Regions from separate parts of the Mus musculus genome. Here region 2 is linked to region 1. A link is a contact called in public Micro-C data. All regions are on one chromosome and are shown on one strand. Each heading gives the region's core, a stretch centred on a gene start, on an enhancer-like site or on the middle of the called end of the contact. The rest is flanking DNA. Distances are from core to core; before and after follow the strand shown. Region 1 has its middle 13 kb from the start of Gm40822. Region 2 has its middle 55 kb from the start of Gm40822.

Evidence for each region. Hi-C and Micro-C count contacts between places; a contact is called where the count stands out from the background.
Region 2: a contact with region 1 is called in a Micro-C map of granulosa cells, with 3 times the contacts expected there. The contact joins two enhancer-like sites. A contact is called at or near these places in 8 of 484 Hi-C or Micro-C datasets (cardiomyocytes, cranial neural crest, granulosa cells and 3 more) and 2 of 115 datasets of contacts at active chromatin or transcription factors (oligodendrocyte precursor cells and pancreatic cancer cells).

What each region holds. Positions count from the first base shown.
Region 1 is chr11:31,153,842-31,159,657 of GRCm38.p6, reverse strand. No RefSeq gene overlaps it. Among named protein-coding and RNA genes, the nearest start is that of Gm40822, 13 kb to the left of the region's middle. Within about 2 kb of position 2,462, at least 26 of the 459 cell types and tissues checked have an H3K27ac peak or open chromatin away from gene starts, as enhancers often do. A contact at or near this core is called in granulosa cells and pancreatic cancer cells, where this site is marked.
Region 2 is chr11:31,221,866-31,227,681 of GRCm38.p6, reverse strand. No RefSeq gene overlaps it. Among named protein-coding and RNA genes, the nearest start is that of Gm40822, 55 kb to the right of the region's middle. Within about 2 kb of position 2,136, at least 31 of the 459 cell types and tissues checked have an H3K27ac peak or open chromatin away from gene starts, as enhancers often do. A contact at or near this core is called in granulosa cells and pancreatic cancer cells, where this site is marked.

The DNA of each region.
Region 1 (5,816 bases), core at 1,213-3,712:
TTGGGCTAGGGGGAAGTTTGCAGCAAAAAACTTCTATTGAACCAAGAGAAGAGAATAACACTGGCAGAAGGAAAAACTTTTACATAAGTGAATATGCATAATCTCACATAAATGCATATACAGATTCATGCATGCTCATTTATTCATTTACACATTTCCATTCAAACACAGTTGGGCCCAACTTCCATGCATTCTCACAACTACATATTTACACACACACACATGCATACATGCTCACAATTACATACTTACACACACACATCCATACTGACATGCATATGGAGCAAAAGACCAAGCACCAGTGCAGAAAGAACTCCTCACTCATTCTGGATGAAAAATGAGCTCCAATCTTTATTGCATAGGGAGAGAAAAGCCTTCCACCCTTTTAATGCTAACTGAATTAAATCCATGTTTATAAGAAAAATGCTTTGTTCCTTTTAATAAGTCTAAGCCTGCCTTGTCCTTACCATGGGACCTGTTCTGTCCCATGGTAAGGAGAAGCTTGCTTGTTCCTTCTGCTCTCTGCAGCATCTTTTTTCCTCTTTCCCTTTACATTCTGCACATTGCTTTCTTAGTGTTTTATGTTTCTACGTTATTCCACTCTGCATTCTCCTTGTAATCTTGTTCTCTTCTGCTCTGAAGTCACAGCAATGTTCTTACTCTCAATGCCTTTTCTCCCAAAACTCTGCCTGTACTTCTAAGTTCTTCTTGAGTTTAGTTGTCTATAAAGTGTTCTGTCTAAAAACTTCTTCTCAGCTCAGTTCCCTCTCACAGCTCAGTTCCTCTCACTTCCGATCCTCTCACCACAGTTCTGATTCTTCTCTTTGTCCTCAGCACTTCAACATCTTTCAGAGTACATGATCACATTACAAAGTTACTCATAAGTTCACACAAAAAATCAAATCATAAATTGAAATAGACATTTACAACAGGGAATGTTTACATGCATATCCATAGGATTAATTATCTATGTAAACATCCATCACTTGTCTCAGCTCTACAGGTTGACTGAAGGTTTAAAACCATATATAATGTATCAAAAGATGGCCTAGTCGGCCATCACTGGAAAGAGAGGCCCATTGGACACGCAAACTTTATATGCCCCAGTACAGGGGAACGCCAGGGCCAAAAAGGGGGAGTGGGTGGGTAGGGGAGTAGGGGTGGGTGGGTATGGGGGACTTTTGGTATAGCATTGGAAATGTAAATGAGCTAAATACCTAATTAAAAAAAAAGATTTCTCTTGATGAAGTGTCCTAGCCCAAAAAAAAAAAAACCATATATAAGTGAAGTTTTGTATACATAAACCCAGACAATATTTTATATTCTGTCCTAGCACCTATAATAAATCCTTAGTTCCCTTTTTATGACCTTTGGTTCGTTGTTTTATACCTCTTAGAATGTGCTCTGAGCAGGAGAAAGTCTGATTATTATCTAAGAGCAATTAACTGGTGACACTTGAGTTCTCATCGAAGTCATGACTATCAGAAAAGGATCTAATAGCAGTTCCATAATGAGTTGATATAATTTTAGGAATTCTTATATGATCACTATAGAGACTTAAGTCATTTATTTATCTATATAGCATCACTATAAGACAGTATATCTTCATGGACCTGCAGAGATCCACACCAAAGGGGTGTGCTATTACTTAGTGATTATTATATGTGTTTAATAATAACAGGAAAAGCATATTAATAGCAGGAATCTTTTCTAAAGTGAATCCCTTACAGCCTTGTTTAATAAGGGTGTACCTGTCGCAGATTATATAATAATCTGAAGCAGGCCATTTCAGGATGATCACCTGCTAGTTATTAGCTTGTCCCATTATGGCTCCTGACACCCAGACAAGCTGAGAATTGAGGCTGCTTACCCAATTGTGCTGGAAGATGTTATCAGTGGGCGCTTTAAGGGAGGGAAGGAAAAGGCCCTGGTCATGATGCAAAAGGTCTGAAAAATAATTTGATCTCCTTTGAGACTTGCCAAGGTTTATAATGCAGATTCCTATGCTGAGGACCCATAGTGAGACCACATGCTAAGGTTTCAGAGAAAGCAGGGTGCAGGTTGGAATAGGGCCCAGGATTGGGACCCCGGGACTGGGGCAGGAGTCTTTCTGCCCTACCCGAGGGCGCTCCCCTTCTGGCCATACATGTAGAAAAGCAGCTGTGGGGGCTCCATGACACTAAGGAGGTCCCTAGCAGCACCAGTCCTTGGAGAGACAAATTGTCTGAGGCCACAGGGTGGGGCTTGCCTGTGCCTCTAGATCTCCACCCTCCCAGAAACTTCTGCAAGAGCCAATGCTGCTGAGATCCTAAAGGGAAAACCATCCTGACACTATGGAGAGTGTCCGCGCCAGAGACACACTGAAATCTTTGGTTTGGGGCATCACATCCATGGGACAGAGAAGTAGCTCTGCAGACAGCCTCAGGAAGTCCTGAGTCATTGCTCTAAGTATCCTGTGCCAATGCTTGTTTGTTGGATGTGGTTTCCAGAATCCTCTCCATTTGTTTATGGGGATGGCAGTCTGGCTGTACTGCTGAGTCACTTCCCAAGAGTTCTGTCCCCTTAACTTTACTCTTTGGCTTTCATTACATTTTAGAATCCGCTTTATCAAACCTGGCAAGTCTCAAATGAGACCAAATTATTTCTCAGATCTCGATTCACTTAGTATAACTGCCTAGATTATTTTATTCATGCAAAACAACATCCCCAGTCCCATACTCCTCCCTGCCTCCCCAGTCACACAGGGTTTCTCTGGGTGATAACCCTGGCTGCCTTGTAACTCTCTTTGTAGACCAGGCTGGTCTTGAACCTGCCTCTGCCTCCTGAATGCTGGAATTAAAGGTATGTACCACTATAGAATATTTTTATTGTGAAAACTTCCCAAGTATGTATGTAAAGAAAAATAAACTGCATTTCACCAATTCCAGGAGTGGTTAACAGTAAGTCCCTCCTGGCTTCCCAAGTATCATAAACACATTTCAGATGCAGTGTTTTACCCCTAAATGCATCAGTGCATGCATACATTCTTTTCTTCCTCTCTCTCCCCCTCCCCATCCCCCTCCCCTCTGTGTGTGTGTGTGTGTGTGTGTGTGTGTGTGTGTGTGTGTGTTTGTGTGTAAGCATCACTATATAGCTATGGCAAGTTCGAAATTTATGGGCTTTGAACTGACAGCTTCTATCAGCTTCGGCCTCCTCCTCAGTGCTGGAATCAAGGTGTGTGTGTGCTTCCAGACCTTTCAAACATTTTCTTTTTTGAAAAATACTTCATGTTTGACAGGGTCTGGGGAAATGGTTCAGAGGTTAAGAGCTTCCAGAACCCAGGACTAGAATAAACCTGTTTTCTTTATAAACTATCCAGTTTTGGGCATTCTGCTCCAGCAATAGTGAATAGATTAAGAGCCAGAATCCTTTTATTCCCCTGATGCCAATAATCTGGATTCTAAAATCTTAAAATCTCAGTGGCTCAGAGCATTTGTTTCTAACAGGTTCAATTCCTAACATTCACGGTCTTCCACAACTCCAGTTCCAGGGAACCTCATTTCCTTCTTCTAATGACCAAGGAGCCCCAGGTGTACATACACACACACACACATGCCCACATATATATACACACACACATACATACATACATGCACACACATATACATATGTACACATACATATACATGCATTTACATGTACTTACACACATGTGCACAGATATACACAGGCATACAGACACACAAACAGGCAAAACACTCATACACATAAAATAAGTATTAAAAAATTAAGGACTCGAGCCCAGGGCTTCCTGGCCAGAGGAGTTCCCTGACACCAACAAGGGCCCACACAGGACTCCCCACGGGATCCTAAGACCTCTGGTGAGTGGAACACAGCGCCGGCCCCAATCCAAGCACGCGGAACCTGAGACTGCGGTACATAGGGAAGCAGACTGCCCAGGCCTGACCCGGGACAAAAGCCCCTTCCGCTCCACTCGAGCCCAGGGCTTCCTAGCCAGCGGAGTTGCCTGACACCCGCAAGGGCCCACACAGGACTCCCCACGGGATCCTAAGACCTCTAGTGAGTGGAACACAACTTCTGCCAGGAGTCCGGTTCAAACACCAGATATCTGGGTACCTTCCCTGCAAGAAGAGAGCTTTCCTGCAGAGAATACTCTACCCACTGAAACCAAGGAGAGTGCTACCCTCCCAGGTCTGCTTATAGAGGCTAACAGAGTCACCTGAAGTACAAGCTCTTAACAGAGACAACTATAACAGCTAGCTTCAGAGATTACCAGATGGCGAAAGGCAAACGTAAGAATCCTACTAACAGAAATCAAGACCACTCACCATCATCAGAACGCAGCACTCCCACCCCACCTAGTCCTGGGCACCCCAACACAACCGAAAATCTAGACGCAGACTTAAAAACATTTTTCATGATGATGATAGAGGACATCAAGAAGGACTTTCATAAGTCACTTAAAGAATTACAGGAGACCACTGCTAAAGAGTTACAGGCCCTTAAAGAAAAGCAGGAAAACACAGCCAAACAGGTAGAATTCCTTAAAGAAAAACAGGAAAACACATCCAAACAAGTAATGGAAATGAACAAAACCATACTAGAACTAAAAAGGGAAGTAGACACAGTAAAGAAAACCCAAAGTGAGGCAACGCTGGAGATAGAAACCCTAGGAAAGAGATCTGGAACCATAGATGCGAGCATCAGCAACAGAATACAAGAAATGGAAGAGAGAATCTCAGGTGCAGAAGATTCCATAGAGAACATCGACACAACAGTCAAAGAAAATACAAAATGCAAAAGGATCCTAACTCAAAACATCCAGGAAATCCAGGACACAATGAGAAGACCAAACCTACAGATAATAGGAATTGATGAGAATAAAGATTTTCAACTTAAAGGGCCAGCTAATATCTTCAACAAAATAATTGAAGAAAACTTCCCAAACATAAAGAAAGAGATGCCCATGAACATACAAGAAGCCTACAGAACTCCAAATAGACTGGACCAGAAAAGAAATTCCTCCCGACACATAATAATCAGAACAACAAATGCACTAAATAAAGATAGAATATTAAAAGCAGTAAGGGAGATAGGTCAAGTAACATATAAAGGAAGGCCTATCAGAATTACACCAGACTTTTCACCAGAGACTATGAAAGCCATAAGAGCCTGGACAGATGTTATACAGACACTAAGAGAAAACAAATGCCAGCCCAGGCTACTATACCCGACCAAACTCTCAATTACCATAGATGGAGAAACCAAAGAATTCCATGACAAAACCAAATTCACACAATATCTTTCCACGAATCCAGCCCTTCAAAGGATAATAACAGAAAAGAAGCAATACAAGGACGGAAATCACGCCCTAGAACAAACAAGAAAGTAATCCCTCAACAAACCAAAAAGAAGACAGCCACAAGAACAGAATGCCAACTCTAACAACAAAAATAAAAGGAAGCAACAATTACTTTTCCTTAATATCTCTTAATATTAATGGACTCAATTCCCCAATAAAAAGACTTAGACTAACAGACTGGCTACACAAACAGGACCCAACATTCTGCTACTTACAGGAAACCCATCTCAGGGAAAAAGACAGACACTACCTCAGAGTGAAAGGCTGGAAAACAATTTTCCAAGCAAATGGTCTGAAGAAACAAGCTGGAGTAGCCATTCTAATATCAGATAAAATCGACTTCCAACCCAAAGTTATCAAAAAGGACAAGCAGGGGCACTTCATACTCATCAAAGGTAAAATCCTCCAAGAGGAACTCTCAATTCTGAATATCTATGCTCCAAATACAAGGGCA
Region 2 (5,816 bases), core at 887-3,386, 68 kb before region 1:
AAGAGATTGCCAAAATGATAATCAGTGATGGGATAAGAACATGGGATAAGTGACCTAAAAGCTTAGGCAATTTTAGCAAGTGGAAGCCAGGTCCTTTTATTTCAAGGAAAATGATGATTCAACAAAAATCTTTAAAAGGATCTAAAATATCACTTCAGCTAAAATTTGAATTCAGTTAGCCTAAGGATTTCTCCTGGGCAAGATACCATTAAAACAACCTTGAAGAGTAGAGAGCACAGCAGGGGATGATGTTTTTCCACCACAGGAAGCTTAGGAGCTGAGAGAGATCTTTGCTGGCTTTGTTAGCCACACAGGAAGACTGTGAGCTTCAGGTTAGACTCTGCATAAACCTGTACTGAAACTGAAGGCTAGATAGTTGGTGAAGCACACAGGTCCCATTCACAGTAGATGAAAACAAGAATTTCTAGAATATCAAATAAACATGTCTTTTTATTTAAACATTGGGAGCTGTTGTATTTGAAAGTCAAATTCTCTTTTTCTATGCTGCTGCAGGAACACACGATCACCCTATGTGTCTTCACAAGAGGCTAGAAAACAATGCATTTGGACTCTGAGAATTCTAAATTTTAAACTATGAAAAATAATATCTACAGGGGCTAGAGAGGGGATCAGCTATAAACATCAGTACTGTTCTTGGAGAGGACACTAGATCAAGGGAAACACAATTGTCTCAAACTCCTTTTCCAGGGATACCAATGGGGCTGTCCCCCATGGACACCTACACTCATGTGCACACACCCGCAGAAGACACAGACATTTATATTTACATATAATTAAAAATAAATCTACAGAAAGAATATTCACAAAATCTACTCCAGATATCACTGTATCCACTGAAATATTTTGGAGAGACTGAATACATCAGTTAATATTTTTAAGCCATCTAATTTATTATATTAATTAAAATGTAATTTTTAAAACCACTTAAGTCATATTTTCATAGTCATAGATCTGACTTCAAAAACTTATTTACTTCTTATGACTTGACTTATCAAGTCAAGTGTGATGAGATTTTGAAGCTCATCTTTAAAATCCACAATAATAATGTAGCTTTCACATAATCAGACTAACAATTAGTATTGTTTGAGTTAAACTGGCTCAAAAGGCCAACCCCTAATGTTACAAATGAAAAGGAATAATTTATCCTTATGCCTGATATTTCACTTTTTAGGAATATCTCATGTACATCAATATTCATGAAAACACACACAATTTGAACTTTTTGGAGCTACTTACTACTTTAAAGTAAAATCAGTGTGAAAGCTTTGCTTCTTTGGCACAAAAATCATTGCTGTATATAGCCACCAACAGTCACTCTGTCCCTGCTGTATGTGGGTCATACATACTGCTACAAAGTGAGGAAGTGATGTGTGTGACACTCGTTCTAAAAAATAAAACTCTAAATGTTTGATTTACCAAAGAACACTCAAGAGCCAGTTGCTGTAGTAAAAGCCTGCTAGCTCAGAGAGGCAGAGAAAGCACCCAACTGACCCTCCTATTCCACTGATGTCCCCAAAGGAAAAGTTTCCTCTCCTTCTCTACATTGTCTTAAATACCCTCCAAGTCAACGGCCCTCTTTTCTATTTACTGATGTTCACTTCCTGTCAACTGGTTGCTTGTTCTTGCCCTGCTTGTTCTTGTCCTAAGGTTGACTTTATTTAGCTCTTGGATTAAAGCTGTGTGCTAGGGCTGAGCCACACTATACGTCCTTGTTTACAGTAAACAGAAAACTCTAGGATCAAAGGCCAAGCCATATCATAATTTTCATTAAAATGAAATCCAGTTCATAATCTTGGTGTGCACAATGTGATCAAATATTCTGCAACAGACACTGAATAAACATGCTTGTCTAATTTTCTTACAGACTACTATATTGGATATTTGGTTTTATGCACCTGGGGTTGTTCAGCGATTCACCTGTGTAACTGTTAATAAATTTTAACACATAAAAGGCTTTATTAAATACTGGCCAGGGTCATGGATACTGGCCAGGTCTATATCTGAGACTCAGGATTCCCAGAGACATTGTGCCAAATGACATGAGTCAGGGACTTATAAAGGCTAAAGTCAGCTGACTATGTTAATTCCTGCAGTCAGAGACAACCACAGCTTCCTGTAATCAAGCACACATCTTGTGCATTCCAGAGTGACCAAGCTTGTTTACAAAAGCAAAACCACACTGTTTGATATGCTACATGAACAAGATCACAGCATTCCAGAAGTTATAGTTCCTTGGGCAAGTGGGGCTTTCAGGTTTGAGGTATTTTTGTTTTATAGATCTCTTAGGCACAGTAATTTAAAGTTAAACCATAATATTAGCCATCACACTGAAAAATATGGAATCTCTTCTAACACTCAGTACAGACTGTGTTTATTTTCCTCTTTGAAATTCTGGGCCCATGGGGACTTTGGATTTTGAAGTTTTTAGGAGTAGGGCAGATCTGAGTAAACCTAGTAAGATGTTCTTTCGAGAGGACATAACTCTAAACATGAAACTAATTTATGTTTCATAAATTATAATAGTAGCCTGAAGGCAGTTTGTTTTGGCGGTTTCTGTTTGTTAAATTTAGAGGTTGGTCAGTTTATTCTTTTACTTCTCCATACTAGTTTGTATTTTTTTCTTCTGTTTATTGAGTGTACTAGCTGGTTTTGTGTTAGTCTACTTGACACAAACTAGAACTATCAGAGAGAAAGGAGCCTCAGTTGATGAAGTGCTTCCATAAGATTCGGCTGTGAAGTATTTTCTCACTTACTGACCAATGGGTGAGGGACCAGCCCATTGTGAGTGGTGCCATCCCTGGGCTGGTAGTCCTGGGTTCTATAAAAAAAACATACTGAGCAAGCCCTGGGAAGCAAGCCAATAGGCAACACCTCTCTCTCTCTCTCTCTCTCTCTCTCTCTCTCTCTCTCTCTCTCTCTCTCTCTCTCTCTCTCTCTCTCTCTCTCTCTCTCTCTCCCTCTAGCTCTCTCTCTCTGTATCACCTCCTACCTTCAGGTTCCAGCCCTGTTTGAGTCTCTGCCTGTCCTGACTTCCTTCTGTGATGAACAGCAATGGAGAAGTGTAAGCCAAATAAACCCTCCATTGATCCTGGGCCTCTCTCTGACATCACTTTCTCTTTAAAGACATCCTTGGATTCAGACTCTGTTACTACAGCACTTCTCTTACTTCTCTGTGTCTCCATTCCTAATGACTCCATTTCCTAAGTCTCTCCCACCTTTCCTGGAAGTTCCTTACAACTCTCTTCCTGCCTCCTCTCTTGCTCACTCCTGGAGGTTTGCCTATCTTTAAACATGGGCTCTTCCCATTCATAATTTTCTCATGACCCCTCATTAGCATTCTCTGATCTCTTCTCTCTCCCCCCCCCCAACCCCCAATCCCTCAGTCTCAGGGATTCCATTACACCTCCATTTTCTTACTGCTAACAGCTTGGCCTCTATTCAGACAATCAGTTTCAATGGCCACTTCAATGGCACACTTGGTTTCCAAATTCTCATAGATTATAACCAGAGAAGAGCAAACACACTCTATAGGCATTGAAAAGGGCTTTATTCTAGACAACTTGAACCACACTCAGGAATTTGGGATCCACATATAGTGTTGAGTATTTAGAGTAACAGGTTTTTAAAAAGCAAAAACCACATCCCATGGTATCTCACTGGCAGCTGCTGGGGAAGAGTTTGAATAAGCAAGAAGTTTAACAGAAGATAGGGTAATCAGTCAGCTAAAATGAGAGGTTTTGTACAAGTGGGCAGTTTAACAAAAGCTAAGGTAAGCTAGCTGGGGTATCTTGACCTCAGATTCCTAGAGTAAAGTCAAATAATTTTCTATAGGACTTCCTTTTCTTCAAGGAAATCAAATTCTAGTTAAACCTAAATTGGCCTCATCAAGAATACAAGATGGCAGAGCCTCTGCACTCTCTTGTCCTGTCACGGTTCTGCCACCACACAAGCAAATCTCTAAGCTTTCTTTACTTTTCACTCTCCTCCGCTCTTACAAATCTTATATCTCAAAGCATTGCTCTCTGATCACTGTAGACCCTCCCATTGGTCACTAAATTCAGCCTAGGACCTTACCTTTCCTCAGCTTCTCATCCTATATAACCCTGCCATTTTAGCCATGCTGAAATGGTTCTCTTGGGTCTCTTTGTCTCTGCCTCTCTCCCTCTCTGCCTCACTTTGCCTCTCTGATGCACTCCTTGTCCCTCTCTCCTCTATATATTCTCTTCCTCTCTTGAACTCTCTCTATTCTCTCACAACCCAGTTCCATCTGCTGACCATGTTATTCAGCCTACTTTCTCTCCCTGCTCTGAACTTCCTAAGATGACTCTGGCTGAATTCTCCTTAATATCTACAATAAACATCTTCTCAACCATGCCCTGGAGCTGTAATGTCCTCCTCCTGCACAGAGAAAAGGCGGTTTAAACTTTTATCCCACACCTCTTTTGGGTCATCAAGTTCTGCTTCCATTTTGTTCTCTTTCATTCCATGAAACTTCTGTCTTTTTATAAATGAATGTTTATGTTGATAACTTTTCAGACTTTGATTTGCTGTGACTCATGCCTTCAGTCTTTTCCAGCTGCTTACAGACACTTGATAACTACTTATTCTGAATGAAGGACATCAGTATAGATTTAAACAGGCAATGGTCCTTCAAGTATATCTTAAGTTTTATCTTTTCTGTAAACTTTGAAAAATTTACATAATCTTCAGTGAGTCATAATGTGGATCTATCTGTTACATGTCAAATGAGTTCAGGGATCCCTTGCTTGACAAGTATTCCTGTCAGTCAAAAGCTTAAGCTTTCCTACCTATTGCCTGTCCCTGTGGGCAGAGTCTTTCCTTCCTCTAGTCTTGCAAAGCCTTTCTTCTACCACCACCACCCAAAGACCAAGACCATAAAAGAGGGGGGTTGTGGTAATTTTGTTTTATGGGGGTAGTTTGAGACAAGGGTTCACTGTGTAGCCCTGGCTGTTCTAGAACTTACTCTGCAGACCAGGCTGGCCTTGAACTCAGAGACTCGAGTGCCTCTGCTTCCCAAGTGCTGAGATAAAAGGCATGGGCCACCAAGCATGGCTAGGCCTGGAAGTTTTAAGTGCATACCCAAAATATAGATTTTTTTCTAAGATCCTCCCACTTTATGTTGTGTTAGAATCACGGCTCACGTCTGGACAGACCACACCAGGCCAGTACAGTTCCACATGACATTTATTGTAGGGGAGGAGGGCAAAGGTAGCAACGAAGACAAAGGGGAAACAGAGAGAGGGGTCAAAGGGTCTGCTTTTTATTTGGGTTGTGATGTAGCTGCTCCCAGGTAAAGGTGGGAGGTGAGCCAAGTGGATTCTGGCAATGTATGGTGGTTGCCATGGTAACAGATGCATGGGTCCCTATCTTTGGGTGATGTCACTGGGTTCAGAGATGATCTGCCATGTCAGTTTCTAATACCAACATATTACCTTCTGTCTCTTATTTGAACCTACCCAGCTTGACAGTCCTTATCCAGGAACCAACTACAGCCTAGTAACTGCTCCAAAACACCTCACAGGCTCTAAGTGGTTCTGCAGAACCAGCAAATTATTTATTCTTTTCTTATAGAATACATACTGGCCATAGATTCCTCTTCCTCTGTTCTTCCTATTTTCCTCTAAACCACTGTCCCTCAGATCCATTTCTCCCATCTCCCCCGAGAAGTCAGCCTCCCAGGGATATCAACTGAGCATGGTACATAAGATACAATAAGACCAGATATAAGTCATTGCACCAAGGCACCAAACTTAGGCAATCCAGTAGGAGGAAGA